2 separate regions of the Mus musculus genome follow, and region 2 is linked to region 1. The links are chromatin contacts, called in public promoter capture Hi-C maps. All regions are on one chromosome and are shown on one strand. Each heading gives the region's core, a stretch centred on a gene start, on an enhancer-like site or on the middle of the called end of the contact. The rest is flanking DNA. Distances are from core to core; before and after follow the strand shown. Region 1 holds the start of 4930539J05Rik (RIKEN cDNA 4930539J05 gene). Region 2 overlaps Gm19708 (a long non-coding RNA gene).

Region 1 (7,074 bases), core at 1,540-4,039:
ACTTATAAGAAGCTATAGATCTGAATTTTGATTAGCACTGAATGTTATAGTCTCCATATTAGTTATGCTGCAAAGCACAACAATGCATCTCTAAAAAGTGAGGTTGACCCTCAAAACTGTCACACTAAGTGATAATTTTAATGTTAACTTCTATTATCTATTTGAAGTCTTGAATACTAAGGTTTTCTTTCTCTTTGCATTATCATCAAGAATACAAACAGTTAAGTGTTTTGCATAAAACTACAAAGATTACCCAGAGACAGAATTTAAGATTTCAACATCAATATATACAGGTTAGACTTAACTTCATGAACAGCTTTTCCAATCAAACTGATCAAGTTATACATACTAAATAACTACAAATAAAGTAGTATTAGATCCTACCAGTCATTTTAAGTCCTTGCCTTCCTTTCCACAGAACTCTTTAAAAACTGTGTTACTAAGCCAAAGTTTCTAATACCGAACCTTCCCATTTTGTCTTTTCTATTAAGACTGAGTTTATTCTGCACAACATTTTTTTCAAGTTAGCTGTAAATACTCCACCCTCTCGATTGTGAAAGAACCAAATACAAAACACACACACACACACACACACACACACACACACACACGCACAGAAACTTAGTCTGAGAGTTTGAATTTAGGTTAAGTCTTGGGGGCAGAGGCTGTGAGAGCTCCCTACAACAGAATAAAAAAACGTTTAACGCTAACAGAGAACATTATCTTAAATAGTTAGAAAAGGAGATGCCGGAAAGAACCCGAGCCAGTTAAAGCAGCCGCCATCTTAAAATGCGGGATAGAAGTTAGAGCAAGAAAATGAGACTAAACCACCGGAGAGGTGGATCCACTCGCAAAATATTTCTGAAAAAAATTCTAGTTCTTGCCAACTTAAATTGACAACTTATCAAACTATATCGATTTGCTCAAACAAGCCTCCTTAAAGATGGGTTTTAAGCAAAAACAGTCTCCCCATCCAGTTTCCCTGCACTGTCAACCCCCACTCCCCCCAGGATCTTTCAGAAGGCTTTTACAGGGTTCCCAGTGCCTCAGATAAATAGCTTCGGGTGAGAGCAGCGACCACACAACACAGGAAGTGGCAACAGTGTCGGTCCACCTCCTCCCAACCCTACTTACTCTTGTGTAACTGCCCAGATTTGGTTAAGCTTCTGAACAGACTTCGTCACCACATTTTAGCGAACTGAGGTATGTTTGTCATACCCAGACTCTCAGTCAAGTTTGGAACAAAACGTTTTTCATCTGTTACATTCCTTTCTTTTGAATGCCAATAAGCCTTAGCAGCTGTAATAAGTTTTGAAGAACCAAGACTAGGAAGCAGCACCATGACATTAGCCGAGGGCCTGTACACAATTCTACTTCCCAAACCTGACTCTTAGGCAAAAAACCGAGGAGCCTAATAGCCACGCTCCCTCACCCATACTTACAGATTCTAGTGAAAAAAGCTAACATTTCGCTTACCCAAACCATTCAGTTCCCTATCTTACAGCTCATTTCAAAGTGCACCTGCCTTTCCTTAACCCAAGAAAAGGTATTTTCAGAATTGTATCCACCACCAGACCCACGCTTTTTTTCCTCTGGGCCCCAAGCCTCCTTTCTTCCCACAACCCTGTCCGCACCATTTAGTCCAAACTGCTCACCTTATTAATCCGTTTCAGCGCCATAGTCTGTGCTTTTCGCCGGGCTCCTCACTATCCCGAGGTGTACTCAAAGGTCCGGCCAAAATTCTTGATTATCCCGGCGGCGGGGAAGGGTTGTCTCTTCTTCTCACACCGGCTCTGCCAGACACAGGCGCCTTTTTGCAAAAACGGAGCAGGTCAGCGACTCGCCAGGGCCTCGGAGAAACCCTGCTGACTCCAGAACCCTGAAAACCGCCGCGATCCCGGCAGGGCGGGGCGGGGTGGCGGAGCCACCAGCTACCGAGATCCGCGCTTCGCCCCAGAGAGGGCGAGAGGGTGACGGGAAGCGCCGAGAGGTGGTTACAAGTTTAACTTCCCGGCCTCTTGAAAGGAAGACGAGCCCCGGGTGGGAGAGGAAGAGGCGGAGGAGAAAGGGGTGGGTGCGGGGCAGGGTCCAGAGCCGGGCAGAGGAGGAGCCGGGGCCTAGTCGGCGCTAGGCCGGCGTCACTCGGGCAGAGAAAGGCAAGGGGGAGGGGAGCGGGCGGCTCCGGACCGACGCCGGGCTCCTTTCGGTTTCGGCTCCAAGGGACAGCGAGCCAGCACAAGGCAATGGGCCCCGGGTGCGCTCCCGTCCCCACGGCGAGGGCTGTTCTGGGTCGCCCCTGACACCACCGTACTCTCCGCCTCGCAGCGCGCTCCTGCGTGCGCGCGCCCGCCCGCTCGCTCGCCCGCCACCTCGCCACCACGCGCCCGGCGGCCGCGGAGCTCCGGCGCGAGGACGCGCCCATGCCCCCTCCCCCTGCGGCCGGGCCCCGGCTCCGCCGCCGGCCTCTCCCCACCCTACCCCACCCAGCCGCGAGGGCTGCCCGCTCGGGCCGCCCACAGCCCCCCGGGCACCGCGCCGGCCCCGGCCCGTCTCCCTCCCCTTTCCCGAGCTGTCCACACCCACGCGTACAGAGGGCCGGGGCCTCCCTCGAGCTGCGGCCTCGGCCTCCTCCCCGCGCGGCAGCTGGTGCCTCCCCGGCCCTACGGGGCTCACGCGCACGGCACAGCCACAAGATGTCCGCTCTGACGGAACTACTGCCAGCTGCCACGCTCCGCCCCTCCCCCCGCCTATTCACCGCCGCGTATCCGTCCGCCAACGCCGCCGTCGCGAGCGCGGGGCGAGCCGAGGGGTTCAGGGGGGAGCGGTTTGCTTCCCTCGCTCGGGCCGAGTGGACGTGCCGCCCGCTTGCCGTCTCCCTGTCGGAACAGCACCTTCTCGCTAAAGCGATCGGAGGTCGGGCCGGGAGGGCGGGGGACGGAGGCGGGTCATGGGCTGAGGGGGAGGGTAGGCGAGTGGCGGAAACCCTTAAATTCAGAGAAGCATCGAGAACCGGAAGGAGACCTTAGGAGGAAGGTAATGGAAGCGGCAGCTGCGCGGTCGAGGCCCCACGCCCCTCCCTGAGTGGCCCCCCGTTTCCTCACTTGGGATGGAGGTGGCGGATCTCGCGAGAACCTCGTGGCAGGCTCGCAGCAGCTCCGGGTCTGCAATGACTTAAGGGCAGTTTTGTGCTCTCTTCCTGGCTCGGGACCCGCCCCCAAATCCGCAAGTTATCGCGAGATGCGCCGGCAACCCCCCCCCTGGGCTCTTACTGGGCGGGTCTTGCGAGGGAAGCACCGCCCCTGAGTGCTTATGCTAGTGGGCGGGGGAGGAAATGGAATTCCCCCGACCGGCCGGCCGTCGCGCGCCGACACGGCCCTCCCCCGGGCGTCCAATCGGGGAGGTGCTGTGGGCGGGGCCGCGGGGTGACTAGATGCCTTAGTCAAGGTGGAGCCGGTTCACGGCTTCTGCCGGCCCAGGTGATGGAGATTTCTTCCCGTGCTCCTCAGAGAGGGCTGAGCAGCGCGAAGAAGCTCCCCTCAAATTAGGAACAGCAAATTAAAAGATCCAGGCTGAGTGCTGATCGCACCGCCAAGTGCGGACACATGCGCGTTGTTAACCCCGAGGGGCCAATCTGAGAGCAGCGGCCTGCAGGGTTCTGCGTTTGCATAGCCTTAACAATACAGCTTTATTGTGATCGGATTGGGTAGAGCCTTAGGTATGGAACCGCAAGAGGAATATCCTAGAATCGTCTTTTCCTTCTGCTGTTTCAGTTTTTGAGCCCCAAAGTGACAAAATACTAGGGAATCGGTCTGGATTAAATCCTGGGGGTGAGATCTGTTAAGTGTGCCACTGCCCTGTTTTAGTCTGCCCTGCATAAAATGTAGAGGGCCGTTTGTCATCGAGAGTACTCTTTGGGTAAAAAGTAAGACTTTAACTTTTGAAAGACATTCAAAAAGATCAATATGTTTAGGTTTTCTAGCATCCTTAAACGACCCTACTTAAAGTGGAGGTCCTTCAGGACTACGTGGAAATAATTTGAATTTTGAGAACCTGTTGCAGGCAATATTCCGCAAGTAAAATGATAAAAGTCAATGTATAGCCGAAGAGTGACGGTGTATACCATAGGTAATATCACTGGAGCAGTTAACGGAATGCAGCTGCCTCAGCTACTCGCCATAGGAACCACCTGGAGTCTTGTTTAAAATGCTGATTTTATTTAGTAGGCCCGAGATTATACTTACAACAAGCAGCCAAGTGATAGAGATTACTTCATCAGAACCATTTTCTGAGTTAGTAAACCCTCAGTACTTACCTCGTGCCCTACGGGACACCTCTGACTTTCTCCTCCCTGAACAGCCCATTGTTCTCTCCTGGCTAACCAGTAGACACAAAGCAAAGAGCTAAGCATGGGGGTGGGAGGAGAACCCCAGATCTGAGTTCTTGCTTACGGCTTTCTATTTATGATAGTGGTCTGGTTCCACATATTATAGTTTTGTTTCTTCACCACCAAGTTAGATGTAATAATGCCCGCCCTTTGTCACTGAGTTGCTGTGTTTTAAATGTCATAATGTGAAAGGACACTGTAGGCTGTTACTGGTTATATCAATGCTGTTTTAAGATAGCGTACAAATAATGGGTTTCCCTGTGACAGTGTCATGTATATGTCACACTTTGTTCTTGTTACCCCCTACACACACTGCTGCTCCTCCTTGCTATCAGTCACAACTCAGCTATTTAACTGGCCAGAGAGAAATATGAAACATTTTGAAATATATGTATATATAATAAAATAGATTATATCTATGAAAATTATGTGCCGGGCATGACACTTGTTTTCTTTTACAAATGAAGAAACTGGGCACAGATTGCTATTACACCAAGGGGACAGAGCTATTAAGTGGGAGAAGTGGAATTTGAATGTAAGTATTCAATTTCAGAGTACTTACTGGACTGAGTCTTATAGAACACGAAGTTTTCTATTTGTGTTTTAAATTGACAGCTGAATTCGTTTGTTTGGCTTCTTTTCCCCTTTGTTTTGTACTTTCAGAAGCCAGGGTGCACAGATTAGTGAGGAACCTAACTGGAACCTACCAACTAGAAACTCAACATACAGGGAGGACAATGAAGTAACCTTCAAAGAAACCAGTTCCTGTTGCCCTAATCTAACAAGTTTCAACAAAGAAGTACACTAAAACTTTACTGCTATGCAATAAAGCACAGCAAACTGGGAAAAATTGTGGTCAGAGTTCTTATATCTAAAAGTATGTGGGCAGTTCAGTAGAGCTGTTGACCCTGCTCAAAATAATGTTTCATATGTGAAAACACCCTCACATACACTGAAATTCATACTCTAGAGTGAGACATTGGAAGTAGTCAGTTTTAAAGAAAAGCAAACATGGTATGAGTAATTTTAATAGACACTATACTAGGTCTAGGACTATAGGTCAATTGGTACAGTGTCTGTTTAGCATGCATGAGGCCCAAGGTTCAGTTCCTAGCACCTATGAACAGGAATGGAGCCGCACAGCCATAATCCCAGCACTTGAAGTTGAGTGGGGCTGGGGGTTGGAGTGTCTCCTTACCTTGTATCTAGTTCAAGGTCTGCTTGAGATGTGTAAGACCCTAACTGAAGAAATAAAACACAGTAGGGTCTAGTTGGTTAATAAAGACCCAAACTTTGAATTGATGATAAGGTAAATGGTGTGTCTAGTATTTATTAGAATTGTAATGTGGTGATACAAACTTACACACATGAAAAGTAGGTTTGGCTAATACTCTGTGTTTATCTCCTACATCATTAGTTGAAGACATGCAAAGTGATTAGGAAAAGATAAGATACAGAATTTTAACTGGGCATAGAATTGAAGGCCTGTAATCCCAACCTTTGGAGGTAGACGCAGAACCTAAGAGTTTGATGACAGGAGTTGGAGAGATGGATGAAGAGTTAAGAACTCTTGTTGCTCTTCCAGAGAACCAGGTTCAGTACCCAGCATCTTCATGGTGGTTCACAATCATCAGTAACTCCAGTTCCAGTGGATCTGATGCCTTCTGGCCTCCGTGGGCAACAGGTATGCATGTAAGATAGAAATACATATTAAACACACACACACACACACACACACGCACACGTAGGTAAAACATTCATACCATAAAAATTTGAGGCCAGCATATATGACTACACTGTCTAAAACAAAAAAAAAGTGTACCCTTACTCAATATATACCATATACAGAATAAAGTATTTATATGAATTTCTATTTGAAGTTCATTTGCATATCCTGCAAAAAGGTGATTTGAAGCCTAAGTGAAACAAATATGTGGTTTTCATAAAAATACAACTAATTTTATACTCTAATTTAAAATATCATTTTGTAAGGTTGAGTGAACTTCCTTCAGGGAGTTGTATTTGGCTGGGCGTGGTGTCATCCCTCTAATTCTGGCACTGGGGAACGGAGGAAGGAGCGCACCAGCTAGAGCCAACCTGGGCTATGGAATGGCATTGCTTTTAAACGGAAGCTGTGCTTCATGTTGAGAACAGTATTTTGACATTAAATTGGTAGGGTTCAGGCTGTAATGAGCCATGCACAAATCTTTGTGATTAAAAAATAGTGTTTTTCTCCATACAAAACATATATATAAATGTTCATAGTAGTTAAATCATAACATTCAAAAACAAGCAACCCAGATCCTTTCCAGTTGATTTAGGTTATTCATCAATGAAACAGAATTGCACTGAACAGAAGAGAATGCTGGCATATAGTAGCACACACTTGTAATCCTAGGAATAAGGGAGGATCGTGAGTTTTAAGGTCGGCCTGGGCTACTCCTGAGGTCTAGGCCAGGCTAGATGAGGTATGCAGAAAGAAGTGGGAAGGAAAACATTACAAGCCCATTTAAACTATTCGTGAAGGAATCCCAGCAAACGAAAATGGAAGCAAGAAAGCTTTTTTTCCTTTTTTTGGCATGAATATACTTTCTTATACATATGTGTGTGCACACAATTAAGCAATCACCTTTCTTACTGCCATCTTATACAAGACTTATTAGCACTTCATCAGTATTTTAAATATTGTT
Region 2 (6,970 bases), core at 818-3,317, 2.6 Mb before region 1:
CAGACCCATATCTGGCCAAAGTACTGAGAATAAATGACTTTTGAGCCCTAAATGGAATACAAATATCCACCCACCCCACCCATCTAATATTCAGAGAATATCGTGGAAGACAGGACAGAAAGGTTATAAAAGCCAAAGGATGAGGAAGGGTGCTGCGACATCCTAGCTTCTGGACATGGCATGGCCATTGTGCTCAGGAACTCACCGTAACTGTGAACGTTTCCAGAAGATCAATCCAGCGCGGAAGGGAGCTGTGCCTCCTCTCTTCTGCTTTCCACCAGACTTTTCCTTATCTCTTTCAGCACTAGCCTTGGCTTCAAGGTTACATTTTTTGATGCTTTTTTTTCTTTTCGTCCCAAACTGTATATTCCATATTTCTTTTTTCTATGCTTGCTCATTTTCACTGTAGACCCGTATATGAGTGATTCCTAGTAACCACACGACAGAGCCAGTACTAGGCTATCTTAAAATCTCCTCTGCTAACAAAGTAATTAAAAAAAAAAGTCTGTAGCTCAGTTGCTAATAGTGCTTCTCTGGGAAGCCTCTTGAGTTGGGTTTGCATAGTCAGCATTGCTCTCAGCTCCTACTAGGATGGCCCGTCAAAACCTGCTCACAGTAGCCAACTAGTTTCCTAGTCCAAACTTCCAAAGTCTTCCACATTCCTCAAAAAAACATGACCAAGCCTGTCACAGAAATAGCCTACCCTCTGGTGCCAGCTTCTGTCTTAGTTACCGTTTTTATTATAGTGATAAGACACCAAGACAGAGGCAATTTATAAAAGAAAAAATAATTTGAAGGCATTTAATTTGGAACTCACAGTTCCAGGGGATTTCGAGTCCATGGCATCATGGCAGGGAGCCTGGCAGCAGGTGGGCAGGTATGGCACTGGAGCAGTAACAGAGAGTTTACATCTTGATCCACAAGTCTGAGACAAAGAGCGAGCTAACTAGAAGGCAGAGCTTTTGACATCTCAAAGCCCACCCCCAGTGACACACCTCTTCCAACAAAGCCACGCCTCCTAATCCTTCCCAAACAGTTCTACCAACTAAGGAGCAAGTATTCAGATATGTGAGCCTATGAGGGCTGTTCTCTTTCAAACCACCACAGCATCTCACCTCCATCACCCTACCTTCCATAGGCAGACATCTTCAAGCACTGTCTCATCACATGCCTTACCCTTTGTCTCAGCAGCTACTTACATACTGAGAGCACCTCTCCCTATAGCAAACTCTCCTTCTGGGAGTTGTCTGATATTCCCCTAAAATTAGTTAATCCATGGGTTATATAAGTCTCCAGTCTCAACAATGACTCTCTGCCTTGTACTTCAGTTGTGTTTTTTCTTTTATCCTAATTATTATGCTCTTATGAGAGATATGAACTTTTCTAATGTAAACGAGCTTAGTCTGTCAGAGACACAAATGTGTTAACAGTGTTAGTATTGGAGCTGGGGCGATATGTCCATGGCTAAGTGCTTGCCATTCAACAATGGAGGTCTGAGTTTGAATACTCAGAATCTATGTAAAATTGAGTGCAGTAGCAGTGTGCATCTGTAATCTTAGTAGTCGGGGGATAAGATGAGAGGTTAAGACAGAAGAGAGAAGTTTGAAAGCTAGCTAGCCTGGCAAACACAGTGGTCAGCAACAGAAGACCATGTTTCAAACAAGTAGAAAGTAGCTCTATACCCAGAGTTACCCTCCAACTTCCATACACTCTTAGTTAGTGTTTGTTACCGCTGTCCATACATATGATTGTGTACATGTGCACACACGTACACACATGTATCACAAATTCACACAGATTTTTGGAATGTGCCACAAAAAAATTTACCATAGGAATTTACTTAAAATATCTACAGCTCAATATGCTCTTGCATCACTTTGACATGAAACAACTAAATAAATTGTGGATAATAATCACCATTGGGATGGGGCTCTAATCTAGAGAGCTGGTCAGACAATGTATGTGTTGCTGTCTTTCTAAGTAGGGCAGGCGAATGCAGCAAGCGAGCAGCTGACTGCTCTCCCCCTTCGGTCTTTATTCTCCTTTCTGGTCCCCTGGGTGTAACAAATGTAAAAGAGAGTCTTGGCAGTTATAGATAGACCGAGAGAACGGTCTCCAGGGAGGGCTCAGTTAACCTTCATTAGTCGCTAACTAGTGCTTGCAGGTTATTTCTAAATTAGGTTCCGCGGACTAGCGGCTCTCAATCTTTCCATGCAGAGTGACTGTTCTTGCTCATGTGAGTAATCCCTTAGGAAGCTGCAGCCGTGATGATCCACACGGGGGTGAGAACTAATCTCAAGACCGGAGGGGTTTTCAGGGAAATGGATTTTTTTTTAATGTCATTTTTCAGCTAGGGATATAAAGTAATGGTGTAGGGTGTCAGCCAATTAAAAAAGATCTTCCAAATTAGAATCAAACAAAATGCTTTCCAAAAAAGCCAGGGGTTGTGGGTATGGAAATCACGACCGGCAGCCATCAGGCGTAAAGTTGGAGGTAAACCGAGAATCTCCTTCCCTGCTTCTCTCAGATTTCACTGCCTAGAAAAGCAAATGTCAGGCTGCTTGGTCCAGACATAGCTTCTCTAGTTCACAGGACTGGACCTTTCAGGGAATCATTCCACTGCTGACAGAGGTGAAGGACATGCTTCGCTAAATTTGTAGAAAGACACCTACCTCGATGTCACATTCAATCTTCCTAGAGAACAATTTAAAAATATGAATTCAAGGGGCTGGAGAGATGACTCAGCAGTTAAGAGCACTGGCTGCTCTTCCAGAGGGCCTGGGTTCAATTCCCAGCACCTACATGGCAGCTCACAACTGTCTGTAACTCCCGTTCCAGGGGATGTGATGTCCACATACAGACATATATGCAGGCCTAGCTCCATGCGTATTAAAATAAATGAGTCTTTAAAAAATATAAATTCAAAGTGTTTAAGTGTACCTATCTTGAAAAATAGTGTATCTTGAAAGTTAAGGGTAAAAACTCAGCTGATCTGTAGCAAAATGCATCTATTTGGACCAGCAAGATAGCCCGGTGGGTCAAAGCATTTGCCTCACAGCCCTGAAAACCTGAGCTTGGTCTCTGGAACCCAAACCTACTTAATACTTAGTATTGATAAGCTTCATAGTTTCAATCCATTGAGTTTAGTTCAACAAAGTAAGTGCTTGCGTCCAGCAGAAGCAAAGCAAGTGACGGTTCCAATACACAATGGTCACTTGTCGTGGGAGTGCTCTGGGATGGCCCGTGGCAGAGGGTACTGTAGCAACATGGAGAGCAATCTTGAGGAGACTTGGAGGAAGCATCGGCAACTCTAAAATAAGAAATACGAGCATAAAATCATCAGGCCAGGAAAGAGTTTAGGGATCTGAATTCCAACCAAACAGTTTCTCCTGACATATAAACTATCATTTACTGCAGGATCCTTTTGGCATAGCAAATAGCACTGTCATTTACACTTGAAAACCATGCAATCAAGTTACCAAAAATGTCATAGTTTTTAAAATAAGTGTGTGAGTTTATGATTTTGTCCTAGGCTGCGCACAGCCCCATGCAGCCAATGGGCCACAGATTGGACATACCTGCCAGAGGATGCCTACAGGTGAGGCCAGAAAAACTTTCACTTAACCATGCAACATTATTAGATCCAGCCATGTTAGTCCGTAGACATAGCTGTCTTCTATCGCTCTACACAGTGGAGTTAACTGTGGACAATTTGGTATTGATTCCAAGGGTAAGATACCTGCTCTTCATCTGTCTTGGATGGAGAATGAAGGACCACAGTTGAGTGACTGAGGTGATGGTCTGAGTGTCTAGCTCTGATTTGTAGATATTTTCCTCCTAAGTTGAGAGGACAGTGTAACCCCCACTTTCTGTCTCTGCTTTTCTCCTAAGAATAGCCTAGATTCATAACAATGGAGGCCTGAGTTTAGGGTATGGGACTAAGCATAGGAGAGAATAGAAGAGAACGTGAAATCACTAGATGTGATCTGTTAGACCTGGTAACTATCTCAGTGAAGAAGAAATGAGGAGCTAGCCCTCTGCTGGGGTTTGTTTAACCAGTGGGAACTGGAGTCATTGGCTCAGATGGAAAAAGAAAGATAGGTCAGGCTTTGGAGGGAATGTGCTGAGCTATGACCTGGACACGTTGATTCCAGGAATATCTAAACAGAGAGAGCAATAAGGAAGCCAGATAGGAGGGGCTACAACAGGGAGGATCTTGTGTAGGAGACTCACATCATGTTATCAGGGTGTGATAACGGGCAGAGGAAGCAGTGGGAGGTCAAAAGAACAAGGGTGGTTGGTGCCACTTGGAAACACATGGTTCTCAAGGAGACACTGCAGAGCAGCAATTTCATCATGAGTGATTCAGTTGAAACTTACCAAACAATCTTAACCCATAAGTACAACTGTGGAGCACTGCTCTGACCAGAAGTGAGGTGAGGACTATGCCTCCTGCTTATTCCCTTGCCTGTTCTCTCCAGGACACTCCAGAATCTCTGAGAAATAGTAGGGGGAAATTATCTAGACTAGGAAACTAGAAAACCACCTTTCCCAGACCAAATTCACTCACCACTGAAAGACTTCAAGAGGAGCCCCTCGCTCAGGCCTTGGGACAATAGCGGACACTCAAGAAATCACGAGAGACCAAGCTTGATGCAAACTGCATGAGGCTTTATGGGGGGGGGAGCCAGAGCTCTGGGGATGACTCATATCCCACGCAGGGGTAGAGGAGTCGACCTCAAAGGGAAAGAGGTCCCAGTTTTTATAGGCCCTCAGGGGGGGAAGGAGAAAGGGGGAGTAGGGGATTTCCAGATCTAAACAATGTCTATTCTAAAATGATTGATTCCTCAAGAAATGGGTATGGGAGGGAAACAAGGAAGGAGTCTAATGAAGGTGCAGCAACTCCGGATTGGCTCCGACTGTGGTTGCTGGGGAGATTTTCCGACTCTTTCCCAGCAACCAATATAGCAACCAATATCACAAACACCTGGCAGTGAGGTGCAGCAATGGGCACACACCTGGTCAGAACATTGGCAGACACATAAGTTTGAGGAGCGGCCAGAGCATTGTGCACCTCTATTTTTCTAAATCAGTGAAGCTAGTTCTACTAACAATGAAATCTATTTTGCCAATTTCAGGGCTTCAGTGACCTTTTACATTCTGTCAGGATCTTTCACCACCTCTTTATAAGTAAAGGCTATGGGAACACAGACATGTGTTTTTTACTTATCTCTGTTTTCACTCTGTCATGGCAAGGTAGACTTGTGACAGGGACTGTGCAAGCCACAGATGTGAAATATGTACTCTTTGGTCCTTAACCCAGGAAAGATCACCAAGTCTTGATCCAGACTCACCTATCACTGCTCCTTCCTGAGTGTGGATCAAAACATGAGCTCTCAGTTGCTCCTCTAGCCATGTGTCACCCTGCTGTCATTTCTGCTCTTCCATCATGGACTCTCATCCTCTGCAACTGTAAAGAAACCCTGCATTGTGTAAGTTGCCTTGGTCATGATGTTTGTCACAGCAACAGAAAAGTAGCCAACACAGAACTTGGTACCAGGAAGCAAACTACAACCATGTGTTGCTTTTTGGAGGATTATGTGGGGCATTCAGACTTTAGACTAGAAAAGCATCTGAATGCTGTAAACAGAGGTCATCCTAGTGGGAACTTGGAAGATGGGTTTCTGGAGGGAACACTGTCAGCGACTAGTCTGGAGACCACTCTTGTGATGATTTTGATCAGGAATGTGGCTGTTTTCTGGTCTTGTCCTGAGAACTTACCTGAGGCCAATTTTAAAGTCATGGGCTAATTACTTCTTTGGCAGAAATTTCAAGACAGACTAATACCAACTCCATCGTGATATGATTAACTATTACTCTTATGATGGTCTATAATGAGAAAAGTGGGGCCAAAAAAATATGAAATAGACAGTCTGGAGAGAAAAATCAGATCAGGAAACTTAAAGCTGGAGCCAGGGCTTGTTCTGAAAGAGATAAGGAGATTACGGATCTGGATTGTAATGGAGGGAGTGGTCCTCTCAGGCAAGGCCCTACCCAGCCTAAGGTCCCAGCTTTCAAAAAGAAAAGCATGAGAGAATCAGACTAAGAGAGAGAGAGAGAGAGAGAGAGAGAGAGAGAGAGGAAGAAGAAGAAGGAGGAGGAGGAGGAGGAGGAAGAGGAGGAGAAGAAGAAGAAGAAAGAAAGAAAGAAAGAAAGAAAGAAAGAAAGAAAGAAAGAAAGAACCAACCAATTAACAAACAAAAACAATAAATGAAAGGTGCCACAAGGTTTATCCCAAGAAGGCACCAAACTTTGCAGTGGCTCTAGCTTTGAAGTTGTGAAATCTTCCTCCACAGTTACAGAGAACTGCTGAGCCCAGAGCAGTCCGAACATGAAGGCTCTTGGAGCTCAAGAGGCCTTGAGACCCCCAAAGTAAAACCTGGGTTGCATCCGAGACCCCAAGATGTTAGAGGTGCCAGAGCCTTGAGATATTTGCCAAGGAGAGCTGCTTACAAAGAATGGAACCTTTGCAAAAGGAAACCGTTCTTTGCAGACAGCTGGAGAGGTGGAGCTTTCTGACGTCAGAAATGAATGTTTACCCTGCTGATTTTCAGTCTTGTTCAGGTCCGGTATTTCCTAAGTTCCCCATTCCTTTCTTTTGGAATGGTAATATATACTCTGTGTGATTGTGTATTGGAAGTATATGCTCTGCTTTTTCATTTAACAGGAGGTTATAATTAAGAGATTGCCTTGAGTCTCAGAAGAGACTTTGGACTTTTAAACTGGGCTGAGTTTGTCAAAAACTATGGGGACTTTTCAAGTTGGATTAAGTGTAATTTGCATTGTGGTGCTTGGTAGTGTTTTGAACTTCTAGAGTGAACTCAGAAGACTCTGGTAGCTTAGACATCTTTTATTACTCTCACATTCTCTAGGGCAGCCAGGAGACAAATATCCACACCACACCCACAAG

The links. Promoter capture Hi-C pulls out the DNA fragments that hold promoters and counts their contacts.
Region 2: a contact with region 1 is called in a promoter capture Hi-C map of pre-B cells. The contact joins the enhancer-like site here to the promoter of 4930539J05Rik in region 1. A contact is called at or near these places in 3 of 39 promoter capture datasets (cranial neural crest, liver and pre-B cells) and 3 of 115 datasets of contacts at active chromatin or transcription factors (astrocytes, embryonic stem cells and microglia).

The regions. Positions count from the first base shown.
Region 1 is chr3:135,434,380-135,441,453 of GRCm38.p6, reverse strand. 4930539J05Rik (RIKEN cDNA 4930539J05 gene) reads left to right here and starts at 2,789. Exons shown (of 3, transcript NR_030689.1): 1 at 2,789-3,033; 2 at 4,852-4,919; 3 at 5,048-5,234. It overlaps Ube2d3 (ubiquitin-conjugating enzyme E2D 3), which reads right to left and starts at 2,328. Exons shown (of 7, transcript NM_001356597.1): 1 at 1,656-2,328. The coding sequence starts at 1,679.
Region 2 is chr3:138,012,173-138,019,142 of GRCm38.p6, reverse strand. It overlaps Gm19708 (a long non-coding RNA gene), which reads right to left. Exons shown (of 4, transcript XR_867665.2): 3 at 5,355-5,470; 4 at 2,818-3,310. Among named protein-coding and RNA genes, the nearest start is that of Dapp1, 34 kb to the right of the region's middle. Within about 2 kb of position 2,067, at least 10 of the 459 cell types and tissues checked have an H3K27ac peak or open chromatin away from gene starts, as enhancers often do. A contact at or near this core is called in pre-B cells, where this site is marked.